Regions from separate parts of the Mus musculus genome. Here region 1 is linked to region 2. The links are chromatin contacts, called in public Hi-C maps. All regions are on one chromosome and are shown on one strand. Each heading gives the region's core, a stretch centred on a gene start, on an enhancer-like site or on the middle of the called end of the contact. The rest is flanking DNA. Distances are from core to core; before and after follow the strand shown. Region 1 holds the start of Lin37 (lin-37 homolog (C. elegans)). Region 2 holds the start of Fam98c (family with sequence similarity 98, member C).

Region 1 (6,889 bases), core at 517-3,016, 1.4 Mb after region 2:
AACCTGTCCATGTGACTCTTCTCCAGCAGACACTGAAGAACGGCATCCAGCTGGTTCCGGGCTTTGGCCATCTCCATCTCTGAGGGTAGAAGGTAGGAATCAGCTCTGTGTGCGCCTCCCACATTCGCCGTGGGAGGCGATCCTACGTCCTGTCTGGTCCAGTTACTTGGAAAGCAGCTTTAGTGCCACTCAGTGGAGAGACCAACTAAAGACAGAACCAGGGTGACAGAGCCTTAGGCGGGGCCAAGGGCACAGCTGCTACCACTGCTCTTTCTCTCCAACACCTACTCAGGAATCTAGGATCTGGACACCTTCCATGGACAGCCCTTAGGGTATTCCCACTGAGGTCTCCTCGAAACCCACTCCACTCCCTGGATTCTCCCATGAGGCGTGACTAGCTGGCCCACAGGCTCCTGACTCGCTGTGGGCACTCCTTTCCCAGCCCCAGTCTCAGCTCACTTGGCTTGTGGGAGTCTGTCAATATATCCCCTCCCTACCTCGCCTTTTCCTCCCACCCAGCGCCTAGCCTCTGTCATCTTTTCTGATCCACCTCCTTTTATAATGCAGACAAAAGAACCTTCCTAAAAGAAAGCCAAGCCTACTGGGCATAATAGCATATGTCTGCTATCCCAGCACTCTGGAGGCTGAGGTAGGAGGATCAAGAGTTTCAAGGTCAGCCTCAGCAATGAAAGATCCTCTCTCAAACAATAAGCAAAAGAAAGAAAAAATACAAAGACAGACAGACAACACAACGTGGCTTTGATCTTCTCCAGCACAGAACCCTCAAGGAGTCTTCAATCCTGACTCCAGAAAATGGGGTCTGTACTCAGTCTGGCGTTTCCAAACCCACCCTTGTCCTACCTGCATAGTTGTAGTGAGGCTCCCTCCACTATATATATTTCTCTCCTCCCACCCCCAGTTCTTCACTATATAGCCTTGGGTTGGCATGTTGTTTGCTAAGTAGGTCAAACTGGCCTTGACTTCAGAGATCCGTTTGTCTCTGTTCTCCATGCCCTGGGAATAAAGGCAGCTGCCAACACGAACAGCCCTCTCTCCACTCACTGCATCTCTGAGGATGTCCACTCAAGCTTTGTTGTTGTTGTTTGTTTGTTTTTTTGCACTTTGGGGTGTACCTTTACCAACTCACTCCTTCTTCAAAAACCTCCCTAGACTACCCACTTCCCTCAAAGGAAAAGTCGAAAGTCCCTTCCCAGAACCCACAGATCTGTCCTCCTCCCCTCCCATCTCTCTGCCTCCGTTTCCTCACGGCTGCAGTCGCCCTAGCTGCTCTGCTGCCCGCTTCCTTCCTACACCCTGCCACTCCTCCCACCTTGTCTATTTATCACCCTACACCCTAGCGTTATTGGAATGCACAGCCAGTGAGGATTGATTCAGGGACACTCCACAATTGATGACTCATGCCCACTGTCAGAAATGGGGAAAGTGAGGTAGAAAAAGAAAAGGACCCTTTTTAGAGGATCCTGTCATATGGGCTGCAGAGAGATGTCGCGTACTCCGCTTTTTCACTATTAACATATCTCTCCTGGATCCCCAGTCCTCACCTGATTTCTCCACTTTCACCTTTACCGGGAACATGATTTGGGTGCAGGTCTAATGCGCTGGATCAGAAAAACTTGGAGGAGGTGTGGTTCAAAAGCTAGGCGGAAGGCGGGCAGGGAAAGGTCAAAGGTAAGTCTGGGCACCACTGGTCCTCGGGCCTGAGCACTGTCCAGCCGCGACTGCCTTGGCGGCCACTTCCCTTCTTCCCCTTCTGTAGGCGGGACCCTTTGGCAACTGCTTTTTCCCACTAGTTGATGAAAACGTCAATTTCATTTGCTGGCCAATTGACAGCCTGTACTATTGGCTCCCAGCCTTAGGCTCCACCTTCCCGAGGCCCTGTATCCGGAAACAAACCAACGACAAGCCAGGCACCTGGGGGGCGGAGGTGGGGGTTGTGATTCAAACTTCCGAGGCTCAAGACGGAGGTAATGCGCCTGCGCCGCAAGGAGCACTATGGGAAGCAAAGACTCAGACATCCCAAGGCTTTTCGGGATTTGTAGTGTTATATTTTAGTATTGCCACTAAACCTATTTCCAGCTCCTAAGTAACTATCATAGTCACTGACATCCTTCACAGGAAGATCATTCTGGAGACGGACTGGATCCTTTCTGACAGAGAGCTCGCTAGGTGTATTTCTCAGCTAACTCTCTTTCATTTAAATACTAAAAGCGCTGGGTACTCATCCACATAGTGAGGACGCTTTAACGAGCAAAACAGGCAAAAATCCTTGCTGAGAATGTGTCTTATCGTGTAGAGGATAGACGATAGTCAATAAACAAGCCAAAAATTCTAAGTGAAATGTAATGGGAACACACAAATATGTAAAAATACTCAATAGGGAACATCAAAGTGGGGACTGAGACTTTATCATTATTTATTTATTGCCTCACTCTGGCTCAGTCTAGCCTGAAGCTCATTATGTATGTGACCCAAGCTGTCTCTGAACTCCCGGAAGGCCTCCTGCCTCAGCCTCCCCAGTGTGTGATTAACACAACAACCTGTTGGGTATATGCTTTTCTTAACTTATTGGGGGGTGGGGCACACCTGTAGCAGTCAGATCACTTACAGGATTTGAGGATCAAACGCAGGTCATGACTGGCAGCAAGTGTCCCTACCATTGAGTTATCTCACTAGACTCTTTGCTGAAATTATGTTGACACAGGGTATCACTACAAACCCCAGCTGGCCTGGAAGTCACAGAAATCCACCATGCCTCTGCTTCCCAAGTGCTGTGGTTTCAGACATAAGCCACCAAAATCATGAAATATTTATTTATTTATTTTTGAGACAGGGTTTCTCTGTGTAGCCCTGGCTGTCCTGGAACTCACTTTGTAGACCAGGCTGGCCTCGAACTCAGAAATCTGCCTGCCTCTGCCTCCCAAGTGCTGGGATAAAAGACGTGCACCACCACTGACTGGCCATGAAATTTTAAATGAGAAGATCAAGATGCCAGAGAAAGGGCTTGCTCACTTGTTGAGCGCAGTAGTTAAGGGGATTCACATGGTGTCTAACAACCATGTATAATTGCAGTTCTAGAGGATGCTGATGTCCTCTTCTGGTTCCCATGGGCACTACATAAAAGTACACACACACACACACACAAAACTAAATCAAGAATAAAGAATAGGCTGGGTGGTGGCGGCGCACGCCTTTAATCCCAGCACTCGGGAGGCAGAGGCAGGTGGATTTCTGAGTTCGAGGCCAGCCTGGTCTACAGAGTGAGTTCCAGGATGGCGAGGGCTACACAGAGAAACCCTGTCTCGAAAAACCAAAAAAAAAAAAAAAAAAACAAACAAAACAACAACAACAAGAATAAAGAATAGGAAAGTCAAGGAAGCTGTCCTAAGGAAGCTCCTGGATAAGACACCTCCCTTAGAGGGAGAAATGTGAATTCTTCCTTGGCAGAGACTACCAAAGCCTAGAACAAGAAAGTGATTTTCTTGCTTGGTTTGTCAGGCTAGGAATGTTAACAGAGTGCACTGCCAGTAAACTACTGCTCCAGTTCAGAAAGTTGTGTTTTTAAATCCACAACTACCCGGCTGGAGAGGTGGCTCAGCGGGTAAGAGCACTGACTGCTCTTCTACGGGTCCTGAGTTCAAATCCCAGCCACCACATGGTGGCTGACACCCAGATGCCCTCTTCTGGAGTCTCTGAAGAGAGCACTGGTGTCCTCATATACATAAAGTAAATAAATCTTAAATTCACAACTACTAGTGCAAGATAGGGGCCCCTCAAAGTGGGAGCGTCATTTCTTTCCGAAGTAGGAAAGTTCTTATTTCAGAAAGGTACGAACAGTAGTTAATAAATAAAAATTCATACACTGGGTAAAAGCACAAAGCCTAACATGTAACACATTCAGTAAGTGCCTTTGAGTGTTAGCAATCATTTTATCCTTCTGGCTCCGAAAGATCCCAAGAACTCAATATTTAAAGTTAGGGTCCTTTATTGGGGCAGATGGGAAATGAGAAACAGATGTCTTCAGGGTCTGAGGGAAAGCCTAGAGCAGAGAAGCCTTCATCCTGGGAGAAAGAACAGATCAGCAGCTTATGAAGTTGTTAGGGAGTGCCCAGGGGAATGGTGAAGGAGAGGTAGTCCCCAAGAGCGCCCCAGCGGGGCCGGTAGATCTGGAAGATGGTGATCCAGGTGGCGAGAATGATCACCCAGAAGAGGAAGCCCACAGCTGAGCGCCAAACATCTAGAGTGAAGAACAAGGGTGAGAGAGTTGGCCTCCAGCTGCTCTGGGGGGAGCTGGACCCACCCAGGACAGCCCGTTCATCTCTGACACAGATCTCCTAGAGTTCTGGAGCCTCCATCATCCCTTCCAAACCACCCAACCACCCACTGTCTTTTTTTTTTTTTTTTTTGCTGGTGCCCTAGAACTCACAGCCTTTGATTTGGCTCTGCTCTGTGTAGGCTGGGGCGAGGAACGCCTCTCTGAAGAACCAGAAAATGTTGACTAACCAAAGAAAAGGCAGGAACGCAAATCCACCTAGGAAAAAGAAACCCACACTTAGTCAAACGACAGTAAAGAGCTTTCCTAATCTCCACCTTAGAAAACCTATTTGGAAGGTCCTCTCCCACGTTTAACTGGAGATCCTTGCTGTTAGGGGATGTGGGGTTCGAGCTCTAATCTAAGGACTGTCTCCTCCCAGGCGTTCGCTCATTCTTTCTTCCTGCTCATTGGGACTGTGATTGAGAGACCTCAGTTTCCTCCTTCCTGAAGCCTCCCTTCTCGCGGACTAGAGTCTGCGTTCCCAGTTGTGTTCCCACGAATCCAGGCTCATATGCCCTCTTGCCTTGGGCGCTCTAGTCCTATCCCCTCTATTACCCCCGAAACCTTAGGGGACCGGCCTTACCAAGATAGTACTTCCGGCACAGGTTCAACTTCTCCTCATTGGATACCCGCTCCAAGTTCATAGTTGCGCTGGAGCCCGGTGGTCCTAAGGGTCTGCAGAGCAAGACCCAAATGACAGACGCAAGATCACGAGCAACCACGCCCCTATTACGATAAATTAGAGGAGCGTTGGCTACAGGAAGGGTACCTCGGAACAGGCTCGTGGGACGAGGAAGTTCCCTATCTAGCTAGGGTATACCAGACGACTCTCAACTCACCAGTGCGGTTTATCCCTTCTGCCTGGATTCCTTTGCGGGAGATTTGCGGGAGATGCCGCAGTTTTCAGTGGAGTTTGTTGTCGCTTTTTTTTTTCTTCTCCTGCCCAGCCCCCCTCGCACCCCACCCCCTCCGCTACGTTGTACGCATGCGCTCCCAGAAAAACACGCGCTTGACGGTCGAGGACGGTCCGCTGGCCTCTAACACGCGTGCGCAGTAGTACCACAGGCAGAAACTACACTTCCCAACGCTCCTAAGCAACGGAAGTGACGCAAGGAGCAGGCGCGTTGGAGTGTTCGGGTAAAAATGGCTGAATATTTAGCTTCGATATTCGGGACTGAGAAGGACAAGTGAGAATGGTGAAGGGAGTAGCCTCTCAGGGAGCCGGGGCACTTGGGTCCCTACGGGCTGGACGGACAGTGTTCGTGGGATACCCGGCCTTCCCGGCCTTCGGTTTACCTCTGTCTTTGCACCTCTTCCAGGGTTAACTGCTCTTTTTACTTTAAGATTGGAGCCTGCCGGCACGGGGACCGGTGCTCCCGACTTCACAACAAACCGACTTTCAGCCAGGTGAGACCCAGATTCAAGCCTCCCCGCGCTTCACCTGCTGTCCATCATCTCGGGGTCCCGCCTCTTCCGGATTTCTAAAGCCAATCCTACCCCTCTTTGCTTTCTGACCTGGTCCTCTGGGTAGACAGACCCTTCTTCCCCGGGACTGGACCCCGCCTCCCATGAACACCGGCCACGCCCCCTGGCTGGCTAGGTAGTTTTGGCGTCTCTGACTCTACTGGCTCACATCTCTCTCTCCCCAACTTCATACTCACACTGTATGCAGCCCTGCTTTCTGTCTGAGCTCAGGTCTCTTTTAAATTTTGTTCAGACCATAGTCCTGCTCAACTTGTACCGGAATCCACAGAACACAGCCCAAACTGCAGATGGATCACACTGTGAGTAAAAGGCTAGATAGTTCAGGGACTGGGCAGACAGCCCCAGCAGTTTACGCCCTCATTTCACCCTCCATCCCTCCTCCAGGTCACGTGAGCGACGTGGAGGTGCAAGAACACTATGATAACTTCTTTGAGGTGAGGGTTGCCAGGGTAACTGGGTTTCCTGTGTGCCAGACCTTAGCTGAGCTTCTCCCCATCTTCTGCAGGAGGTATTCACAGAACTGCAGGAGAAGTATGGAGAGATTGAAGAGATGAATGTGTGTGACAACCTCGGGGACCACCTCGTGGGCAATGTCTACGTTAAGGTGCCTGTTGCCCCCTGCTTAGAACCCAGAAGTGGAAACATTTCAGTGCCTATGGCCACCACTGAAACCTCCCAACCTGAGGACTATCGATAAGTTGAGTCCAGCCTCAGAGCTGACTAGTCCCCTGAAGATCTTGAATTCCACAGCCCATGGTCACCCACTTTCCCCTCAGTTCCGGCGGGAGGAGGATGCAGAGCGGGCTGTAGCGGAACTCAATAACCGCTGGTTCAACGGGCAGGCTGTGCATGCCGAGCTGTCTCCTGTCACTGACTTCCGAGAGTCCTGCTGCCGGCAGTATGAGATGGGGTAAGGTAGTGTAAAAGTAGGTTGGGCATCAGAGTCCCAGAAGCTTGAGTGTTTGATAGGGAGTTCTTAGTGATGGTGGCCTTCTCTGTCTTTAGGGAATGCACCCGAGGTGGCTTCTGCAACTTTATGCACCTACGGCCCATATCTCGGAACTTGCGCCG
Region 2 (6,754 bases), core at 1,341-3,840:
TAACCCTGGAGTCTCAGCACTAGGGAAGAGGGAGGGTCAGGAGGGACTGTCAAGATCAGCCTCAGCTACCTCGCAAGTTGAAGCAGAAACAAAATCTCAGAAGGGGTTGACCATGTGAGAACTAGAGCCTGGCCGACAATCACGGGGTACCACCATCGGAGGGATTCCTGCAAGTCCTATTGTGTTATGGTGACATGGGATGGGACATTGGCCAGCACCTGTCCAAGGCTACATGTTTCAGCCTCCAAAACCATAAGCCAAAAGGAACTTGTTTTTCCTGAAAAAAACTCTGGGTTTCTGGTATTTTCTGTCATGGCTACACAAAAACAGTTTTAAAAAAAATAGCCTTATTGTCTATTTTGTTACATACGGTAAATAGTTCTGAGGACACTCCCAGCTGAGAGCTGGGATTTCTAGAATGCCCTTGAGGCCCTGGGAGTCTAGAAGTCTTAAACCCTGTAAGATTGTGAAGTGTGGTTTGGAGAGATGGCTTGACCTTAAGGGAACGTACTGCTCTTATAGGAGACCTGGGATCAGTCCCCTGTACCCACATGGTGGTATACATTATAGCTCCAGTTCCAAGGGATCCATCACCCCCTGCTGGCCTCTGTGGATACTGCACACACATGATGTGCACACACATACAGGTAAGACACATAAAATGAAAAGTGCAATCTTAAGATTCTAAAGTGGCCTGGGCCCCAGGATCCCCAAGAGTATATATTCTTCGCCCTCGACCCCCTTCCCTGCAGCCGAGCTCCTCTGGCGGGCCTGCTTATTCTTGTTATGGTCCCCACACCTCTGCCCGGTCACCCCAGTGGAAAGCAGATGTTGTGAGGTCAAGGCGCTTCAGGAGGAGGCAGCGGCGGCAGCAGTACTGCTCTGTCAGGCTTTGGGACAGAGACTCCAGGGCTTCCTGGAAGGAAAGGTCTTGGTCATGCCCAGGGTCCCGTCTCTGGGTAGATACTGTTCACAGCCATCTGCACATGTTCTCACCCATCGGGATGCATCCAGCTGCGAGTTAAGGAGGGGCTTCATGGACTCCGGGGGCAGGGACGGCAGCAGCTCAGAGATCTGGTGGGAGAATCATTAGAAGCCAGTGAGACACAAACAGGATGGACCTTCTCAGGGGCTCTAGTTTCCCTCAACCCTGTGAACCTGGGTCTCAGAAGTGTTAACGACTTTTGCCAACTTGACAATTGCTATTGGATATAGGCGTGCCCAGCCCACTCTGGGCCTGGGCTGTATAAGAGGTAGCTGAACAAGCCGGGAGGCATGTGCTAGTAAACGGTTGTCCTCCATGGCTGGCTTGAGGCTTGGGTTCCTGCCTCAGTTTCCTTCAACGGTGGGCTGTAACTTGTGAAGGGAAACAAACGGTTTCCTCCCCTAAGCTGGCTTTGGTCAGTGTTTTATCACAGCAAAAAGCAAATTAGAACGAATGGCCACTGTCGATGGGTCATCCTTTTTAGAGCTGGTTTTGAAAACAGGCTCCTTTCCACAAGTAAGGTACCTCAGGAGGAGACTCTCTCTACCTTGTCATGAAACTCCCGAAGTAGCTGGCTAGCCAGGGTTCCACGCAGGGGTCTGGGGAGCCCCAGGGCTTGAAGAGTTAGCGTCAGTTCCTGAACAACGCCATTCGCCTTCTTTGTCCCTTCTCCAAAGGATGGCACAGGGCTAGAATCCCGCTGGAGCCTTAGATGCAAGAGGCGGGCAGCCTGGAGCTCAGAGCAAAGAAACCCTAAAAAGAGGAGTAGATCCCTACCCAACCAGAACCTTGGCCCTTCCCCCAGAGTAAGCCTCACCCACCGACAATGGGGGATGTGGGTCCACTTCAGAACCACCCAACTGGCGTTTAACTCAACGCATTAAAGTTTTCAGAGGCCTCTGTCAGAATTCAAGCCAAGCCTTAATTAACCCTAGCCTATCTACCTGCGGCCTTCAAGCTCGCCGCAAAGCTTTGGCCACACCCACGGGAGTCCAGTCTGAGCGTCAGAGCCCGCCCCATTCAGAGGCCCCGCCCACCGCCACCACCCTGGGCCTTCCAAGCTCGCTCACGCAGCAGACGCAGGCCGCCGCCGGGCTCCCGCAGCACGGTGGCGCAGTCTCCGCCGCAGAGCGCGCGATCCGGGCAGTGCAACGCCCGCAGCCAGCCGGCCAACTGCCGCAGGAACTCTTCCTCTGTGTCCGGGCCTGCGGGAGGAAGAAGCCATCAGGAAGCAGCGGGTTCCGCGGCTCTACCCGCCGTCCACCCAGCTTCTCACGCACCGTGGCCGGCGCCCAGCACTGCGGTGCCCTCCTCTCGCCGCTCCAGAGCTCCCAGAGCCGTCAGCTCGGCCGCCAGCCGCGCGCACAGCGCCCTGAAGTCTGCACACGCGGGACCCCGAGACGCCCCCTCCGGGAGGGCATCGTACCTGCGGCGGGGCACGCGTCAGTGCGAGTCCCTCTGCGTCCGCGTCCCCAGGCGAGTGCGCCCTTCCCGTACCCCCAGGCCACACCACCGAATCTTTTACCCCAGTGTCAGAAGGTCACCCGCTACCATGGCCCCATCCATGGCAACTCCGTCTGCGGACCCGGTGCGCGCGCCCCCTTCCGCCAGGGAAAGGCTCCGCCCCCTCTTCCCTCCGCCTCCTCTCTCCCGCTGCTATCCAACCATATTCTCGTGCGAAGGCGCTTCCACGCTCCTATTGGCTTGGTCGCGCGCCACGCGCACCCTTCAGGTAACTTGTCCAGTGTAAATTTTATAGCTTGAGGTTTGGATCTACGAGGTCGCAGGAGGCTCGGGTGTCCCTACTGTCCGACTCTCAAGAAAAAAAAAAAAAAAAAAAAGCAAAAAGCAACTTATTTAACTTTTATACTTTTGGAGGCAGGGTCTCGATTTATACATTTATGTAGCTCAGGCTGGCTTCTTAGTCCTGCTTCCTCCTTCTGTTTGCTGGTTGACAGGCGTGTGACACGCCCAGCTGCCCTTTGTTCTTAGTGCACCCCAGACCGAAAGTCCCATCCGACTTGTTTTTCTTCCACTTTAGGATTAGATTTTCAGCACGTCTTCACATCCACTCTCCCACCTCAGCCAGACCCTCCTTCCACCTCACAGTGGGTCCAGTGTTAGCCAGACTCTCTGCCTCTGTAGGCCTTCGAAAGAAAAAGCAGATGCCATTGAGAAACTCCATCCTAAGGGGGAGGCAAGCCGATGGGACTGGGGTTGACTCCATTTGCCAGCTAATGTTTCTGCCAAACTGGTTTTTTCCATCTATGCGATTGGGATCCAAGGGCAATAAAGTATATGTTTTATGTGCCTGAATGTCGTGTGTGTGTATGTGTGTGTGTGTGTGTGTGTGTGTGTGTGTGCGTGTGCATGTGTGTGCGCGTACCTTGTGCCCACAGAAGTCAGAAGGCTTACAATCTCCTGCAACTGGACTTCCAGGACTTCCAGGTGGTCGTGAAGTCTTGTGTGGGTGCTGGGAACCAAACCCAAGTCTTCTGCTAGAACAAGTGCTCCTAACCACTGAGCCATCTCTCCAGCCATTAATATATTAAATGGAATCTGGCCTCACTAAGACCCTCCTATCTTAGCCCCCCAAGATCTGGGACTATAGGTTTGTGTCACACCCAATGTTTCAAGCACTCATTTTTTTTTTTTTTTAAGATTTATTTATTGTTATATGTAAGTACACTGTAGCTGTCTTCAGACGTACCAGAAGAGGGCATCAGATCTCATTACGGATGGTTGTGAGCCACCATGTGGTTGCTGGGATTTGAACTGAGGACCTTCAGAAGAGCAGTTGGTGCTCTTACCCACTGAGCCATCTCGACAGCCCCCTCAAGCACTCATTCTTAAAAGTGTGAGGATTATGGTCCATATGTTAAGGTGCATCCTTAGTTAATAACAAGTAAAGCCGGGCGTAGTGGCGCACGAATTTGATCCCAGCACTCAGGAGGCAGAGGCAGGCGGATTTCTGAGTTCGAGGCCAGCCTGATGTACAGAGTGAGTTCCAGGACAGCCAGGGCTACACAGAGAAACCCTGTCCAAAAACAAAAATCCAAGAAGTCGGGGAACTGGACTTGCTGCTCTCTCAAAAGCTGGCTCCCAGCACTGACCTCTGGGGGTTCGTAAGCACCCGAGGATCCACCATGCTCTTTGGCCTCTTTGGGCATCCCTGCAAACACACATGTACATAAATACAAAATAATGTTTCAAAACCAGATCTGGTGACTTAGACATGTGTCCTCATAGGAAGATCACCACAAGTTCCATGTATGTGGCCCACAAGCACCAGAAACTCCAGGTCACATGCATGGAGCCACATATAATTTTAAAATATTAAAAACAAAACAAAATCCTTGGGCTAATAACCTTTACTCCTTCTTTGGTGTTGGGCCTTACCTCAAGCTCTTGCCCATGCTAAGCATGTGTTCCACCACTGAGCAACATTTTCAGCCTTCTGTCAAACTCCATGTGTAAACCTAGGAGCTCTGGTTGGAGAGAGAGCTAAGCAAGAGAGTACTTACGGAGCATCTGGGTTTCGGTTCCCAGCAACCACATGGCTCAGTTCTAGGGAGCCCGATACCAAGGAGCCAGGTGGTGCATACACATACCTATGGGCAAGCGAGCACATTTCTTTTCAATTATGGAGTCTTTCCAAACATCCATTAACCTCCCTCTTCCCTCTCACAGACACTACCTGCAGCTCCACAGGGACGACCCCAGGAGTCTTCCTCACACAGCGATAGCCTTTGAAAATGCAAATCAATACTTGGGAGCCTTCTTATGGTCCCATCTCACTCATTGGGGTAACAAAGTGTCACTCAAAGCCTCTCCACCCTCCCCTCCCAGGATCCACCTTGCTTAACTCCATTCCATTGGGGTAACAAAATGTCACTCAAAGCCTCTCCACCCTCCTCTCCCAGGATCCACCTTGCTTAAATCCATTCCCAACTTACCAGCCCAATTCCTACTTTAATGGCTAGTGCTGGTTGGCCCCTGCGCACACCCACTGAACCCCCTCCCCTCCCGTTGTTCACTGTGTCGCTGCCAGTCACAATGGGGCTTGACACATTAGGGGCTTAGTAAATGTACTTGACTGGACATATAAACCAGCCAGATGACCAGCTCAGGACTGCAGAATGTAGAGGGACGAGAAGTAAAGACAAGCCCTTCGGGTAAACAAGGGGACAGGGCGCACCAACACGAATAAAGACCAGGCGGAGACACAGTCACAGACATTTCTTGGAGCAGATCTCAAGTCCCCTCCCTCCCCCAATGACAAGGCTGGGTCTTTGGCCCCCATCCTCCCTCCACATCAGCCTGCCCTGACACTAACAAGGTTACAGACTGGCTTGGAATCAAGATCAGGAAGAGAAATGTTGGCGGACCTCCCCCAAGGTCTGGGGGGCAAGCAGCTGGAAAATTGGGCTCGGGAGCTCTAGGATCTGAGGTCTTCCTGGCTCCCAGGGTTCAGTCCTCCATGCACCCCAGATATGGGGGCAATGAAAGGTAATCATGGATCAGAGGTGGGTATCGACAAGGAACAGGGCAAGGGGACCTGGGAGAGGGGGTACTGGAGATGGGGGACTAGGGAACCTTCCCCAAGTCCCCACTGCTTAATCCGAAGATCTCACAGCACCATACAGCACTCTGGTCCCCCTCCCCACCCCTTCCCAAAACGAGGTAGGTTAAGAATGGAGCTTCCCCCGCTTACCATGGAAGGGGGGGAGACCGAGGCACAAAGAGAGGATGGGGACGCAGGCTGCCCCAGCCCCCAGTCCCTCTGCCCTCAGCTCTGGTGGGTCTGACAATTGATGAGAGCTGGGCAGAAGGGGGATGGGAGGGACACCCTCTTTCCCCATTTTCTCTCACCCATCCCAGGATCTGCTTGGGGGAGCTGAATCACAGGTTCCGGATACAATAAATAGTTAATAATTTAAAGGAAGTGACACAAATATTCATCCCTTGAACCCCCACAAGGCCACCCAAGTCTGGGTAATGAAAAATGATTCAAGTGTACATTCCCAGGTACTTAGGGCCAGATGTAGGTCCTAAGCCCATGAACCATCAAGACTTTGGCTCTGAAATCTTAGTTCTCCTATCCAGGACACCTGATCCTAGTGTCTCTACTTAGGGAAAAGAGGCTGTGGCTCCTCTCTTCTCCATGGGGAAGTACTACAAAACAATACTGAGCTTTTCAGAGCAACCCCCAACTGAGATGGAAGAGGTTCACAGGGGAGGGACCTGAATGTACTAGGGGTTATAGTGTGGGAAATCTGCAAGGTTGGGGTGGGGGTGGGTCTTCTGGGGATCAATTGCTGGCCCCGGAATTACAGGTGTGCAAAGGGTAGGCCTTCTGCGGTCTCTGCTTGATCCCTGTAGCTGCCTGCCTCTGCTGAGCTGACAGCACACAATCTTCCATAGCAAAGCCAGGCCCTAGAGAGGGGAAAGGGGAAACTGCTAGGTGATCCCGGATTCCAGGAATCTGAATTTACACTGGCTTAAGTACCCTGCCCTAGGATAAAGGGGGTGGGGGTGGGAGTCTGGGCATTGCTAGGGCATTTCAGTTTTATGGGCCTCTGGATGGCAGGACATGGGAGACGGGGAAATCAGGTAGTGAGGAAATGGGGGCTTCATTAGTCTACAAGTACTTTGAATTCAAGAACACCTGGAGCCTAACGGTGCTGAAAGACTGTGGCATCTTGTTGCTGAATGTCTCTGGTCTGAAGGGATCAAGGTGTCAGGCCAAAACCAATCCCAAAATTGTGA

Evidence for each region. A called contact is a pair of places that touch in the nucleus more often than the background predicts.
Region 1: a contact with region 2 is called in a Hi-C map of B cells, with 6 read pairs. The contact joins the promoter of Lin37 here to the promoter of Fam98c in region 2. A contact is called at or near these places in 1 of 39 promoter capture datasets (pre-B cells), 1 of 484 Hi-C or Micro-C datasets (B cells), 1 of 115 datasets of contacts at active chromatin or transcription factors (pancreatic cancer cells) and 1 of 9 other capture datasets (liver).

The regions. Positions count from the first base shown.
Region 1 is chr7:30,557,880-30,564,768 of GRCm38.p6, forward strand. Lin37 (lin-37 homolog (C. elegans)) reads right to left here and starts at 1,767. Exons shown (of 9, transcript NM_029377.2): 1 at 1,563-1,767; 2 at 4-79. The coding sequence starts at 1,596. It overlaps Psenen (presenilin enhancer gamma secretase subunit), which reads right to left and starts at 5,325. Exons shown (of 4, transcript NM_025498.3): 1 at 5,173-5,325; 2 at 4,917-5,059; 3 at 4,445-4,549; 4 at 3,986-4,255. The coding sequence starts at 4,977. The coding sequence ends at 4,116. U2af1l4 (U2 small nuclear RNA auxiliary factor 1-like 4) reads left to right here and starts at 5,461. Exons shown (of 8, transcript NM_170760.3): 1 at 5,461-5,520; 2 at 5,653-5,740; 3 at 6,051-6,117; 4 at 6,203-6,252; 5 at 6,324-6,422; 6 at 6,595-6,728; 7 at 6,824-6,889. The coding sequence starts at 5,477.
Region 2 is chr7:29,153,620-29,160,373 of GRCm38.p6, forward strand. Fam98c (family with sequence similarity 98, member C) reads right to left here and starts at 2,591. Exons shown (of 8, transcript NM_001146023.1): 1 at 2,511-2,591; 2 at 2,266-2,411; 3 at 2,056-2,190; 4 at 1,533-1,738; 5 at 997-1,074; 6 at 800-916. The coding sequence starts at 2,551. Rasgrp4 (RAS guanyl releasing protein 4) reads left to right here. Exons shown (of 17, transcript NM_145149.4): 17 at 1-342. Spred3 (sprouty-related EVH1 domain containing 3) reads right to left here. Exons shown (of 6, transcript NM_182927.3): 6 at 5,210-6,754.